Regions from separate parts of the Mus musculus genome. Here all the other regions are linked to region 3. Evidence: chromatin contacts called from public promoter capture Hi-C data. All regions are on one chromosome and are shown on one strand. The core of a region is the stretch at or near the end of the contact, and the rest is flanking DNA. Distances in the headings are between cores, read along the strand shown.

Evidence for each region. Promoter capture Hi-C pulls out the DNA fragments that hold promoters and counts their contacts.
Region 1: a contact with region 3 is called in a promoter capture Hi-C map of the 3T3-L1 cell line, with 3 times the contacts expected there. The contact joins the enhancer-like site here to the promoter of Hmgn3 in region 3. A contact is called at or near these places in 6 of 39 promoter capture datasets (the 3T3-L1 cell line, 3T3-L1-derived adipocytes, the C10 cell line and 2 more) and 2 of 9 other capture datasets (adipose tissue and pancreatic islet).
Region 2: a promoter capture Hi-C map of the C10 cell line shows a contact between it and region 3. The contact joins the enhancer-like site here to the promoter of Hmgn3 in region 3. A contact is called at or near these places in 9 of 39 promoter capture datasets (the 3T3-L1 cell line, 3T3-L1-derived adipocytes, the C10 cell line and 4 more).
Region 4: a contact with region 3 is called in a promoter capture Hi-C map of pre-B cells. The contact joins the enhancer-like site here to the promoter of Hmgn3 in region 3. A contact is called at or near these places in 4 of 39 promoter capture datasets (the C10 cell line, cranial neural crest, liver and 1 more), 1 of 15 datasets of contacts at CTCF or cohesin (pro-B cells), 1 of 484 Hi-C or Micro-C datasets (large pre-B cells) and 3 of 9 other capture datasets (adipose tissue, liver and pancreatic islet).

Annotation. Positions count from the first base shown.
Region 1 is chr9:82,920,929-82,924,282 of GRCm38.p6, reverse strand. The region is part of intron 15 of Phip (pleckstrin homology domain interacting protein); the gene reads left to right. Among named protein-coding and RNA genes, the nearest start is that of Gm39382, 43 kb to the left of the region's middle. Within about 2 kb of position 1,687, at least 1 of the 459 cell types and tissues checked has an H3K27ac peak or open chromatin away from gene starts, as enhancers often do.
Region 2 is chr9:82,955,468-82,958,509 of GRCm38.p6, reverse strand. The region is part of intron 6 of Phip (pleckstrin homology domain interacting protein); the gene reads left to right. Among named protein-coding and RNA genes, the nearest start is that of Gm39382, 9.1 kb to the left of the region's middle. Within about 2 kb of position 1,404, at least 2 of the 459 cell types and tissues checked have an H3K27ac peak or open chromatin away from gene starts, as enhancers often do.
Region 3 is chr9:83,145,213-83,148,102 of GRCm38.p6, reverse strand. It overlaps Hmgn3 (high mobility group nucleosomal binding domain 3), which reads left to right and starts at 1,496. Exons shown (of 6, transcript NM_026122.4): 1 at 1,496-1,672. The coding sequence starts at 1,658.
Region 4 is chr9:83,383,507-83,386,760 of GRCm38.p6, reverse strand. No RefSeq gene overlaps it. Among named protein-coding and RNA genes, the nearest start is that of Gm46123, 34 kb to the right of the region's middle. Within about 2 kb of position 1,295, at least 19 of the 459 cell types and tissues checked have an H3K27ac peak or open chromatin away from gene starts, as enhancers often do. A contact at or near this core is called in pre-B cells and pro-B cells, where this site is marked.

The DNA.
Region 1 (3,354 bases), core at 438-2,937, 220 kb after region 3:
AGGGTGGTTGCTGAGAATTTTAGTAACATTGTATAGCAACTACCAGTTAGACCCAGTTAGTGATGTGTCTAGGAATAACAACTTAACAGTGATATAATTCTTGAGTGGCTCTTCTGTGATCTTTGTGACTGCCATACTTTTTCCCTCTGTTCACTACATTGCCTTTTTTTCTTTTTAATGGATATATGGCAGAAAAAGCATCCAGCTCTGCTACTAAGAAATTAAAAACAATTTTAGGATGAAATAGAAGCTGATGGTCTCTCTTATTGGTCATTGTTCAGCTGCAGCTTCAGGTTAGCTATTTGGTTTAGTGTAACTAATCAGAGCTGTTAGATATCACAAAGCTTTGAGGAATCCAAATGCATACTCTGATATTGTTGTGCTTATCCTAATTTACATTAAATTTTGTAAATATTTTTGAGTATTATTTGGCATGTCTAGTCATCCTTTGTAGAATTTAAGAATGATGAATAATCCTCTTATCCTTAGACTCTGTGAATGCTTATATAATAAGTATTACTTTAGGAAATTTAAAAATTGAAGCTTATAAAATGAGTAAGTAAATTCACCATTGGGCTGACAGCCAGAAAATAGGAAAGAGAGTATGTCTTTAATTGAACGAATTCTTAAAATATACAAGAACTTAAAAATATATGTTTAGGGCTGAGGCTATATCGTCAGGTGTTGAAGTGAATGCTTACCTAATACTCACTCACGAGGTACTGGGCTCAGTCCTGTCACTACAGCACCCCCACCCCGCCCCAGTCCAGTAGTCTTTGGCTTCTGAATAATCAGATTCATTCCTAAACTTACAGTTTTAAAACTATCTTTTAAAGGGTAGTAGAATTAACTTATAATTCAATTTTATGATGGATTACTCAGCATTTTCTCTACCTTACCAATTAGGAGAATTAGAATTCTGTTCTTAAAATCTTAAGTAATTAAAATCCTGTATTATTAAAGTTTTTTTTTTTTCCCTGGGAAAAGTTGACGTTTTAAATGCATGTATTTGAGATAGTCATATAATAGAATTTAAATGGGTATATTTAGAGACAGTATTTTAATAATACCAATAGCATTCCTGTAAGTGTTCTTTTCTGTATTAAAACTAAGACATTTTTTAAAAAGTTCTTTTGCTTTGTTTTCTGACTAAGTTTGTAAACAAAACAAAAGGTTTGCTATTGAGAATTCAGTTTCTTTTATGCTTAAATAATAATTTCTAATTGATTCCATTTAAATTTTTTAACTGAATTCTCAGCTTGCTAATAGTATTTCATAAAAAAATAATGGGGTAACTTGTCTTGTTTTTATTGCCGCTCCTCTTTGCAGAGGACTTGAATGATAAGAGCATTTAGGAGTCTGAGTGTGTTTCTGTTAATTATGAGATGTACAAGATTATAGTAAATGATATGCCTGGAAAGGGCTAACATGCTGGTCTTGGCTCCTTCACTGTTGTCTGATTGCATTGGGGACCTCGACTCCTCTCCTCCCCTCGCTGCTCTCCCATTCCTCTGTCTCCTCCTCTTCTAGGGAAGAATGAAGCTAGAGAGAGTACTGTAGAGAATTATTAACACAGGCAGGAAGACATTGTTCTTTTAAAGAATACTGACTTTCTAGGCCTTGTACTTTATTCTTGTCTAGTACGTTTTAAAACCATGTGAGTACTTAAGGTTTCAAGTTAAATAGTCCTTGTATAACCTCGTGATCAGCAAAAGTGCTGTGTATTTGGCTAGTTTATGAAGCACACAGTGTGTATAGTTTAGCAAGCTTACTGATTTTCTTTGACATTGGCATGAAGAAAGCATCATTGTAGCTTTATTTTAGTGAATATTTTATGAAACTACAGTATATAAATGCCAGTTAATTGCTGAAAGCATTTAGATTGTTTATAGAAATATAAAATATGTGCTATATGCTATGCGTACTAAAATTTATGACATTACGTCATTCCCAGTCCTAGAGAAAATAAAGTAGGTTTGAAGTTCTCTTAAAGTTTTAGGTGTTCATTTAAATGTGTGGTCCCCCTTTTCCACCATTAAATTACCATAGATTATATATAATTAGAATTAACAAATTTATAAATGGATTTTAATTTTCAAGATTAAAATTTCTTTACTTCCATGTTTCTTAGTACTAGTATATATTAAAAATATAGGATATGTGTGTGTATATACATATACATACATACATACATACACACCCACATATATATATACACACGCACACACACGTATATATTACACACACACACACACACACACACATATATATATATATATATATATATATATATATATATATATCTGTAGTGCATATAGTAAGTACTAAACTAACAGTGTTCACAGTGGTGCCTGCAGGCCCTGTGTTAGATTTTCTTGTATCTTTGCTGCTTTTGCCTTATCTCTTTTGCTGTTCATACCTTTGTAGTTCTCACTGTTCTTTACTTCATATTTTTTTATTTTTTGTCAGGATACTCAAAGCTGTAGTTTGTTGCTTCTTACCTGGTATTGCTTTTAATTGGAAAAAAATACAATATGTCTCATTAGCAAATGTTTTTTGTTTTTTACTGAGTTTGGTAATCTGCATTGCTTTTGTTGTTTCATGGGTAAATTCTAAATAAGAGCTTTTATTTAATAAATGTTTTCTTTATTTTTTTATAATTGTTCTCTTAACATTTCTTTACTTAAGAGGCTTTTAAAAATGTTCCAGTGTCCACTAATCCAGAACAATGTATTTCTCCTTGCAACATTTCAAATGAGTAGAGGCTACCAATAAACCACTCAGAATTTTTGTCAATGCATACTTCTGATATTAGCATGTTCTCAGTGTGACCTTGTTTTAGGTAATTGTATGTATTTAGGAAAGAGAAAGACTGAAAATAGCTATAGTTTACCACTTGGGAATTGGGATTTCAAGTTTGCTCACAACATCCTTCATTCTGTATTTCTTCTTAATGTCTAATAAGATAGTATCTCATATCTATAATCTCTCTGCTTAAAATATCCTGAATGCTTATAGTCTTTGTTTCAGTGTCTCTGAACAAAGAGTTCTCTTTACTTTTCTTAGTGTGTGTAACTATTGTTATTTTCAAGTTTCCCAAGTTCTTTAGATTTTCTTTCATCTCTTTCATTTGTTGGCATAAATACTGGTTACTGTTGAGCAACCTATACAGTATTTTTATTTTTGACAATCAGCTAACCATTACTTCCAGGCATTTGAAATTTGATAATTTATAAGTAAAAGTATATAATTTATGTATAGGATATAACAATGAAATTGAAGGCAATATAATTACCAAAACTTGGTTGTTTATTTTTTGATTATAAAACATCATCATCCAAAAATGAGAAAGAC
Region 2 (3,042 bases), core at 155-2,654, 190 kb after region 3:
TCATTGTTTTTCCTTTCTTCCCTTCTGCTCACACTCTGTCCCTCTGCATTCCGTGCTTAGTTCTCCTCATGGAAGCATGGTCATGCCGGCCTGCTTTCTTGTTAGCTGCTTTCCTTCCACAGTTCACTTCCTTGTGTTTTTCTCTTGTTATAGTTTTCACATAATGGTTTACAGCTTGTGTTTAGTCATTTCACACTCAACTATTTTCTTTTTGTATTGCCTGTTGTTTCTAAATTTATTTTTCTTTAAATATACTTTCATTTGGCACAATGTTAATGTTAAAAAATTTTCACTTTTCTATCTTCTGTAAGTGCAAAGGGACATTGACCCTTCATGGTTATTTCTTTTCTTTTCCTTATAAAGCAGGAAGTTAGCTGTCAGACTCGCAAGATGTGTTTGCGTTATAGAAAAGTTCCATTGTTTAGATTTCCATTTCAGGTTCCAGGTGACAAGACAAAGGGGTACATTTTTTTTTTTTTAAATACCCATTTTCATAGGGAATCCAGTGCTTTTAGAGTTTTCATTTTTTAAGTAAATAATTGATCATCTTTACTTATAAGTTATAGATATGATGACAGATTCTCCCATCCCCATCTGGCAAGTGATTTAGTACTCGTTACGATGCACTCAGGCTCCCCTCAGTTCTCACGGCTGCTTTCCCACAGTGATTAGTGAGGTTCATGGTGGGTTTTCATCTTTATAAGTTAGAAAAATCCTTTTTGTCATCTTTTCATAAGATCTTAGACTTTTTGAATTTCTTTAAGGATCCGTTGAATTTAATATTTGAACATTTCCTGGGAATTTTTTTGGAAATGAGGAAGTTCATAGTCAGGCTGAGTATATTTTATGAGATAGTAGTAATTTGTTCAGCTCCTCACATGTCACTCAGTGAAATAAAATAATCTCCCACAAAATAACTTTTATAACATACAATGTTTTGATTGCTTAGGGACAGCCAATATAAATAAGTGTAGTATAAACTAGCTTTGAGTTTGTAGAACAAGTGGTGTCCTTTGCATTCCATAGCGGCTCTGTAAGAGGCCTCTTCTATCCACGGAGAAACCAAATTGTAGGTGAGTGGTAACAGAGTCAGTGCGTTCTCTGGTGATGATTTGCAGCTTCTGCATTCAATTCATGTCACTATTACACATCACCCTCTCGCCTCTGTTCAATTACTTACGCATTCATGTACACGCGGTGCCTATTATTTGAGTATAGTAATCTTTGGATTACTTTGTCTTAGTATAGAAACTGTGGAAATAATGGGGAGTGTATTCTTTCAAGTTAAGGACTTGAATTTGAAATCAGATACTCAGTTTTCTGAAAGAAACTTACAGGAACAACCTGTACATTCCACTTGTAGCCAAGGCTGACTTTGAGCTGTGACTCTTCCCTCTACCTCTTGGGAGCTGAGATTGTAGGCGTGTACACCTGGTTTATCTTGTGCTCCGGCTCCAACTCAGTGCTGTGCAGAAAGCACACGAATTCCACCAGCTAAGCCATAGTTCCTAACTTCCTAACCTCAAGTTTAGTGTTGGAGTAGTGGGATTTATTTCTCTAAAGTAGCTTTGCTTTTAGTTAGATCATTGCCAGTTTCATTACCATTGCAGCCATGCAAGAAAGCTACAGTAAATTTTCTTAAAGCAAATCTTAACATTATTTCATCCCTTTCTCTGTAAAGACCTCAAACCATGGTTTCACTGGAATTCAATTAAAATGTATCTGTCACATCATAATTTTTCTTTCCTGACAATTGTTGTTTTATATTTTGCGTGTTTGGAGTTTTTTCTTTTTTTTTTTCTCTTTCATTTTTATTGAGATAGGCTCTCACTGTGTTTCAGACTGACTTGTTAGGTTTTCTATTGTGTTTACTTTGTACTTTGCATGTGTATGCATGCTACTTATTTGTATGGAGGTTCGAGGACAAGTTGTAGAAGTTGGTGTTCTCCACGTTGTGGGTCCTGGGGATTGATCTTAGAGTATTTGGCTTCATGGCAAATCCCATACCCTCTGACCCATCTCCTGGTTCTACATTTTTAATGCTCTTTTATGGCCCCAGGACATTGCACATGCTGTTCTCTCAACCTGGGATTATATTCCCCTCCTGACAACTTTTTTTTGTTTTTTTTGTTTTTTGTTTTGGTTATTTTTTAGTTTTTTGATTTCTAGAAAAATTACTTAAACTACTGCCCCATATGTTTGGAACCTTTGCTATATGTTCCAAAATTTTCTTTATTTGATAATATTTACCATTGTTGTAAGTAAGTTTTTATTTCCTGTCTTCCTTGCTAGACTCAGTCTCCATGAGGATAAATACCGTGTCTTCTTTTTTTAATCTGTTAACATCCAGTTGACTACACTTGTATCATAATGCTCTATAAATATTAGTTGGCTTAAAGTTAAGTGACTGACATGTTTGACATAGAAAAAAGTTACCTAAAGTTGTAAAGGTAGACATGTGAGGACCTAGGTGTGATCTGTTAGCACCAACAAAAAGTTATAACATTTAAAGAATTTTAATTAAAATAACTAAGCTTTTTACCAGTACTTAAAAATTAAAGGTATTGTTACACTAGTATTTTAGTTGAAGCAGCAGATTGATTCCCAGGAAAGAAAAGGGGAAATAAATACCCTTTTAATGATAGTCACTATCTTTAATTTCCTTTTATTCTTTGATATGTCCTTGACTTATGAAGCTTTTTGTGTAATTCTTGGGATTATCATTACTTCCTGTCTGAAATTTCAGCTGCTTTGCTTCTCTTTTTTAGTTAATATTAATCTTTTACAGTATTTACTAAATCTGTTGGTTTTAAGTAGAACAACTAAACAACAAATCTGCACATGTGAGGAGTTCCTGGTCGCTCTTGAGTATCCTAGTCCTTTTACTCACATACGTAAAGTAAGGAGGAAAGTCAGGAGTATTTCCATCTCTGTTCCCCATTACCTCTCTTCATGATTATTAAATGATTTTGGGATTGTCCTTCTAATACTGTTGGAGCTGCTGTTCATTATGTGATTTGTCTTGTTCTACTCTAGGTGGTG
Region 3 (2,890 bases), core at 247-2,746:
GCCACTATGGCTCAAGATCTTCAAACCAAGATCCAGATAAGGATCTCCAAGCCTCCAGATAAGGGTCACTGGTGAGCCTTCCAATTCCGGATTGTAGTTCATTCCAAATATTGTCAAGTTGACAACCAGGAATAGCCACTACACAGTGTAAGGCTTTAGAGCAGTTTCCTAAGATGTCTTTTGGCTTGTAAATGATTCTCGGGCTAATCTTGCTTAGTTTGCTTTGTTTTTCCTGGAATTTCATATAAACAAAACCACCCAGTATAGTGTCTTGTATTGACTTCCATTTAGCATTTTTCTTTTGTTATTTATCTCATCAGGGAAAACTTATTTCTTTGATCACAGAGTAATATTCTACTGTAGACTTATCATGACTTGCTCACCCATTCCCTAGCATTCCCCCTGCAGCCCTTGAGATGGTCACAGTCCCGATTATAGCTTTGTGCTATAATAAACATAATATAATTATATATCATATTATATAATTATAATAGAATCAGTGCTATGATCACACTGATTGATTTTCAGGATGATTTGATTCACAGAACGAATCCTGTGTTCCCAGGTTCAACTCCCCTGGTTATGTATTAGCTTTTTAAAAATGTTGTTGAATTTGATTTGATAAAATTTTGTCTGTGTCTTTGTGCCTATGTTTATGAAGGATGTTGACCAAAAAATCCCCCCCCCCCCAGCCTCCCGGGTCTGAGGTCTTTAGTCAGGATAAAACCGGTCTTAAATAAATTCAGATAATGTATTTTGCAATTCTTTGCGGAATGTCGAGAAACATTACACTATACACAAAATGGTAACCTGGCAGGTGTCGTTTAAATGTACATATTTAATATATAAGTGATTTATTTGTTCCTACATTTCTCGATTTCCCCTTAGTTTCCACAACAAACATTTATATCAATTATAACAATTATTCACACATAGCTGAATAATTGGCTGAATTCATATATGACTTGTAACACAGACTTAAAGAAAAACAAAAAACAAAACAATTAGACCAAGGAACTATGGGGATGGGGGATGGTATTTGCTAGAGATGGAACTGAGAACCTTAGAAACTGTGGAAACTCTTCCAGAACAGACCTTCCTACCCTGTATAGACCCGCACCATGAACACCCGTTACAAGCTTTTATAAGTAACAATTGTACAAGGCACCCCGTGGCCCTATTTACTTTATAAAGTTAACCCAGCATTACTTAATACTAAACTTTTTTTTCCTATGAAGATGCACAATGGTTTAATCCAAAGAAGGCACGTCAAACAATGAAACTCCAAGTTAGTGCAGCCTGAAGGATACTAGTTGAACTGGGCATGCTCAGTCGCCAGGCAGATTTTTTTTTTTTTTCCCAGTGAAGTGGAAACTACAACTGCGCGTACCGGGTGAACGGGGGTGGGCGTGCCCTCGTGGAATTTAGAACGTTCTCTTAGCCAATGGGGCCTCGCGGCTGGCTGGCAGGGCTCGCCATTGGGGGACCGGGATGCGAGCGAGTGGAGCGCCGGGGGAGGAAGCGGAGGTGCAGGTCGGAGAGGCCGGGCTAGCCGAGCCCATTGCGGGAGTAGCAGCAGCGGCCAGGCAGCATCCAGCAGTGTGCCAGGCGGCCCAGAACATTGCTTTACTTTTTTTGCTGCACCAACGTAGTCATTATGCCGAAGAGAAAGGTAAGTCCTGTAAAGGGGGAAAAAAAAACCCTGCTCGCAGGCCCTCGAGTGTGTTTGGAGTAAGCCCCCTGCGCTGCGATGAACGCGGCGATGCGCCTAATAACTCAGGCGCTGGGCACGGCCGCTGCCCGCTCCTTCTGCAAATGCCTGTTGCTGACCTCGCTCGCCCCGCACGGAGCTCTGAGTGTTACTTTCCCTCCAGGGACGTCCTCCCCTCTCCATCAACTCCTGCTTGGAATGGTTTCCATCTCTTGCCAGCAGCCAGGGCGGGTATCCATCCCCCTCGCAGGAGTTTCCTCTTGGCAAACTCAGGTTGTTCTCAGGGTGGAGGGAAAGCAATGAGAGGAGTCTCCCGGGCCAGGGAAATCGAAAAACGTGGAAGCACTCAGAGGAGCTAGGCGGGGTCCGGAGTGTCCCCTGGGCCGTGCCCTGGGCGAGCGCGATGCGGGCGGAAGGCCGGGAGAGGGAAAGCCATGTTTCCCTACGCCAGCCCTGCTGCGCCGCGGACCCGTATGTACCCACTCCGGTGTCAATCACCAGCCGCGAGGGCGGGCGGGGCAGTGCGCAGCGCCGGGTAGGCTGCAAAGAAGGGGACTGGTGCCAAGCTCACTGACCCTGCCAAGGTCAGGGGCCACCAAGCCCCTGCCACTGTCCCACCCACGACCCCACGCTTGGCCAGGCAGGGAACCGAGGTCTTTTTAGTCTCTCCTTTGCCCCTGGTGGGTTGTGTCCCCTCCGCGCAGGGACGTCATGAGCCACACGTGGGGCCACACAGCTCCCTCAGGGTGGGGCTTCGACTTGTCATTGGACTGGTGAAGGAAGGGCAGATATTTTTCTACCCCTCCCAGAGAAAAGCGATGTGTGAGGATTGCGTCCTAAGAAAAAAACCTTCCTGCCACCTGCCCAAAGGACCCAAGTCAACCATCTTGGCCATTAAAGTTGAAACTTGGTTAATACCGTTTTCTCCCGAAGACTGTGCACTGTGTGTGTGTGTGGTTGCTTTATTTAAAACTATCAAAGCTTTAAAATTTTTAGAAGCTTTTGCTTCCTTATGCATCGTCACTAAGAATTTTATTATAAACAACTCCACTCCTTTAAAATGTATTTTATTACATTGATTGATTGATTGATTGTATTCACAGGAGGCACTGACACCCAGATTGCAGTAGTAGGCTCTCTCCTATCGTGTGGGTTGTGGGGATCTACAGCAAGTGTATT
Region 4 (3,254 bases), core at 46-2,545, 240 kb before region 3:
ATTCCTCAGGAGAGCAGGAGAGCTGGCCCTATCCCTCACCCGCTGCAGTACTCGGGAGAGAGGCCCTGCACCTCACTTGGGCAGCACAATAGAGCTGGTGACAAGGGCATGAGCTGGCTGTCAGTGGGCGAGCATGTACAAGGTGGCTTCACAGCTTGTCTGCCCTGTGGTGTCATGGGTGAGGGAGAGATGCCCTCCTCACCCCACCCCTTGCCCCTCATCACCTATGGCAGGCAGGAGAACTGACTCTATCCCTCACCGCACAGCTGGCTCTACTGTCTTGGGTGCAGGTGAGCTGGCCCAAGGGCATGGAAGTGGGAGAGCTGGCTCTGTCTCTTGGCAGCTGCTGCATTGGGTAAGCTATCGGCTGGAGTGCTGGTGTCCTGGTGGTGTGGGTGTGGGAGTGCTGGTGGGCTGACCAGTTCACATGCCACCTACACCCACATGTAGGGCTTTGAATGTACTCACCCCAACATCTACCCCAAATATGAATTGCTGGAGTGTGTGAAGGGGCTGGTCCTACAGGTCCAAGGCTGCAGGAGCTCCATGACATAAGGTGACAGCAGGATATCAAGATAAGTCTGAATGAGGGTCCAGTATTGATAGTGTAGCAAAAGCCAGAGACCTTGAACTAGACCAGTGATTCATTGCAGTAAATGTTTGAAAGCAAAGAAGTGTGGACAAAAGGGTATACTATAGGTCACAGGGACATACTACAGCTTCTACAACAAGATTTTTTTCCTTTGGGGGAGGTACAAGGGCAGAGGGCAGGGAAGGAGACAAGGAGATGGGTGGGATTGGGCTGCATGATATAAAATTCACAAAGAATGGATCAAAAGTTAAAAAAGAATTCCTCATTTTTACTCAAAGCCTCAAAAATGATACCTCAATTCTACAGTTAATGAAGTCACAGGTCCCTCCTATCTTCCTATTAATAGGAAAGGTGTTTGATTTTTGAAGATTTTGGGGGGAAGAAAAGCCATTCTTTTACTCTGAAAGGCTTGATCACTAATCATTTTGCCTCTGTTAAATTTTCCAAGTGGTGTTGAAGACACTTGAAGATATTCCCTGTGGCCTCGGCAGACACCAGCCACTGGGAAACGGAGATGAGATGAAACAAACCTCTCCTTCTACCGACCCATCGGAAGAGCTGCTTGCTCTGAGGGCTTCTGCCTGTCTGTTTCCTGGCTGTGTCTTGCTCCAGTGATCCCCGTTTCCCCTGTCAGCACCACAGATCTCACTCTGTCACCCTCTTACAGGACTCTCTGGACCAGTGCCATCTGTGGTTCAGAACATAGGATAACATGAAAAGACTTGCAGCACTTTCTTGTTCTCCACAGCCCCTAAGCTGAGTCACAAAATCCCCACGTGCAACTAAACTCTTCCTGCTGACTTCCTGAGGATGCTTCTGTAACAGGTGCAAAGGGAAGCACTATAGACTACTGTCCAGTCTAAGCTAGCTTGTTTTGTGTTGCTGTGATGTCTGTAAGCTTCTTGGTACCTTCCTCACCGTGGTGGTTGGGCTCGTCTAAACGACTCACAGCTGTTCAAGCAAACACTGATGTCCTTTCTAAAAAAAGAATATTGTTTGAGAATTTCATAGATGCATATATGTGTTTTCATCCAGTTCCTCTTCCTTCCCCCCTAAGTTCTCCCCTATACACGCCCCCCACAACCACTTTTTCCTAGTGTGATGGAGGATGCCATGTGATGATGGAGAAAGACTATCCTTATGTTCACAACCCAAGGGATACTGAGGACTGTAATGGATCACCACAAGCAAGACAGGAGCTCAACCAGAACCCTTCCAGGGTCCTCAGAAAGCATGTGACCGTACAAACACCTTGATAAAAACTTCAAATCTACACAAATAGAAGGACATACATTTCCGTTTTTTAAAGAAACATTTAAAAATATCTATTTTATATACTGTTGCTTTGTCTGTTTGTTGATGCACCATGTGACCATCTGGTGCCCTTAGACACCAGAAGAGGGCATAGGTTCATCTAGAGCTGGAGTTCCAGGCAGGTGTGAGCTTTGTGGGGCTAGGAATCAAACCTAGGTCGCCTGGCAGAGCATCCAGTGCCTCTTAACCAATGAGTACCTCTTGAAAACATTTTTATTTGACAGATAGCAGTTATACATATTGATGAGCTTCATAAATAATTTTATTCAGGTATACTGTGCCCTTTGAACTCACCCTTATACAGAACATGTTAAAGCCAAGATATTTTTAATGTGGATTTCATAGTGAATTTAGGAATTTTGTATTGAATAGAATTTGACAGAATTTGTGCTGTAAATTATCTAAGAAAAGCCTCAAGAGCAAAATCACCTGGTAATCAGAGACATGGAGTTGGTGAGTACATACTTTGTCTCTACATTTGAAATGAACCATCCAGGTGTCCTATTTTAAAGAAGTACGTTGACAAGGACACTAGGACTTAAAAATATTTAAAGAATGCACTTTTCATCCTGCTGTTAATGAGAGGTAGAGCCAGGGCTTAAGCCCACAGGCGTTTCACCCAGAGCCTTTAAAGCTCGCTCGTCTATAAATACTGCACTCATTCTGTCTGCAAACACTGAGCATCTCATGTGCGCATCTGCCTAGATCGCAGTGCTCAGCCTTGTAAACTGGCGGAAGCAATATCTGCGTTTCTGGACTGAAGGGGAGGGGAGGCAACAGCGTCTGATTAGTATCTGATTTAGCAGCTAATGTTCGGATGCAATGTGGAGCAATGAACTCAAGGAAAGAATAATCCAGAATAGAAGCAAGATGCATATATTTATAATAATATAACGGACACTGCAATATGAGTAAATACTTTGTGCACTTGAATGGCTAAGATACATATGTAGCAGAGGATGGCATTGTCTGACATCAATGGGAGGGGAGGCCCTTGGTCCTGTAGAGGTTTGATGCCCCAGGGTAGGAGGATGCTGGAGCGGTGAGGTGGGAGTAGGTGGGTGGGTGGGGGAGTACCCTCATTAGAGGCAAAGAGGAGGGGAAAGAGGGCAGATGGGATGGGGTGTTGTGGAGGGGTAACCAGGAAGGGAGATATCATGTGAGCTGTAAAGAACGGAATGATTAATGAAAAAAAAAAAGATTTCACCTGCTTTTCCTTAGCCATTCAAGTGCACAAAGTATTTATCCATATTGCAGTGTACATGTCTGCTTTTTAAAGCCACCCCAGTTACAGCAGTTTGCAGAGGCAGCCCCAGGAAGCCAACCCAATGAGCTTTTTCTATCATTA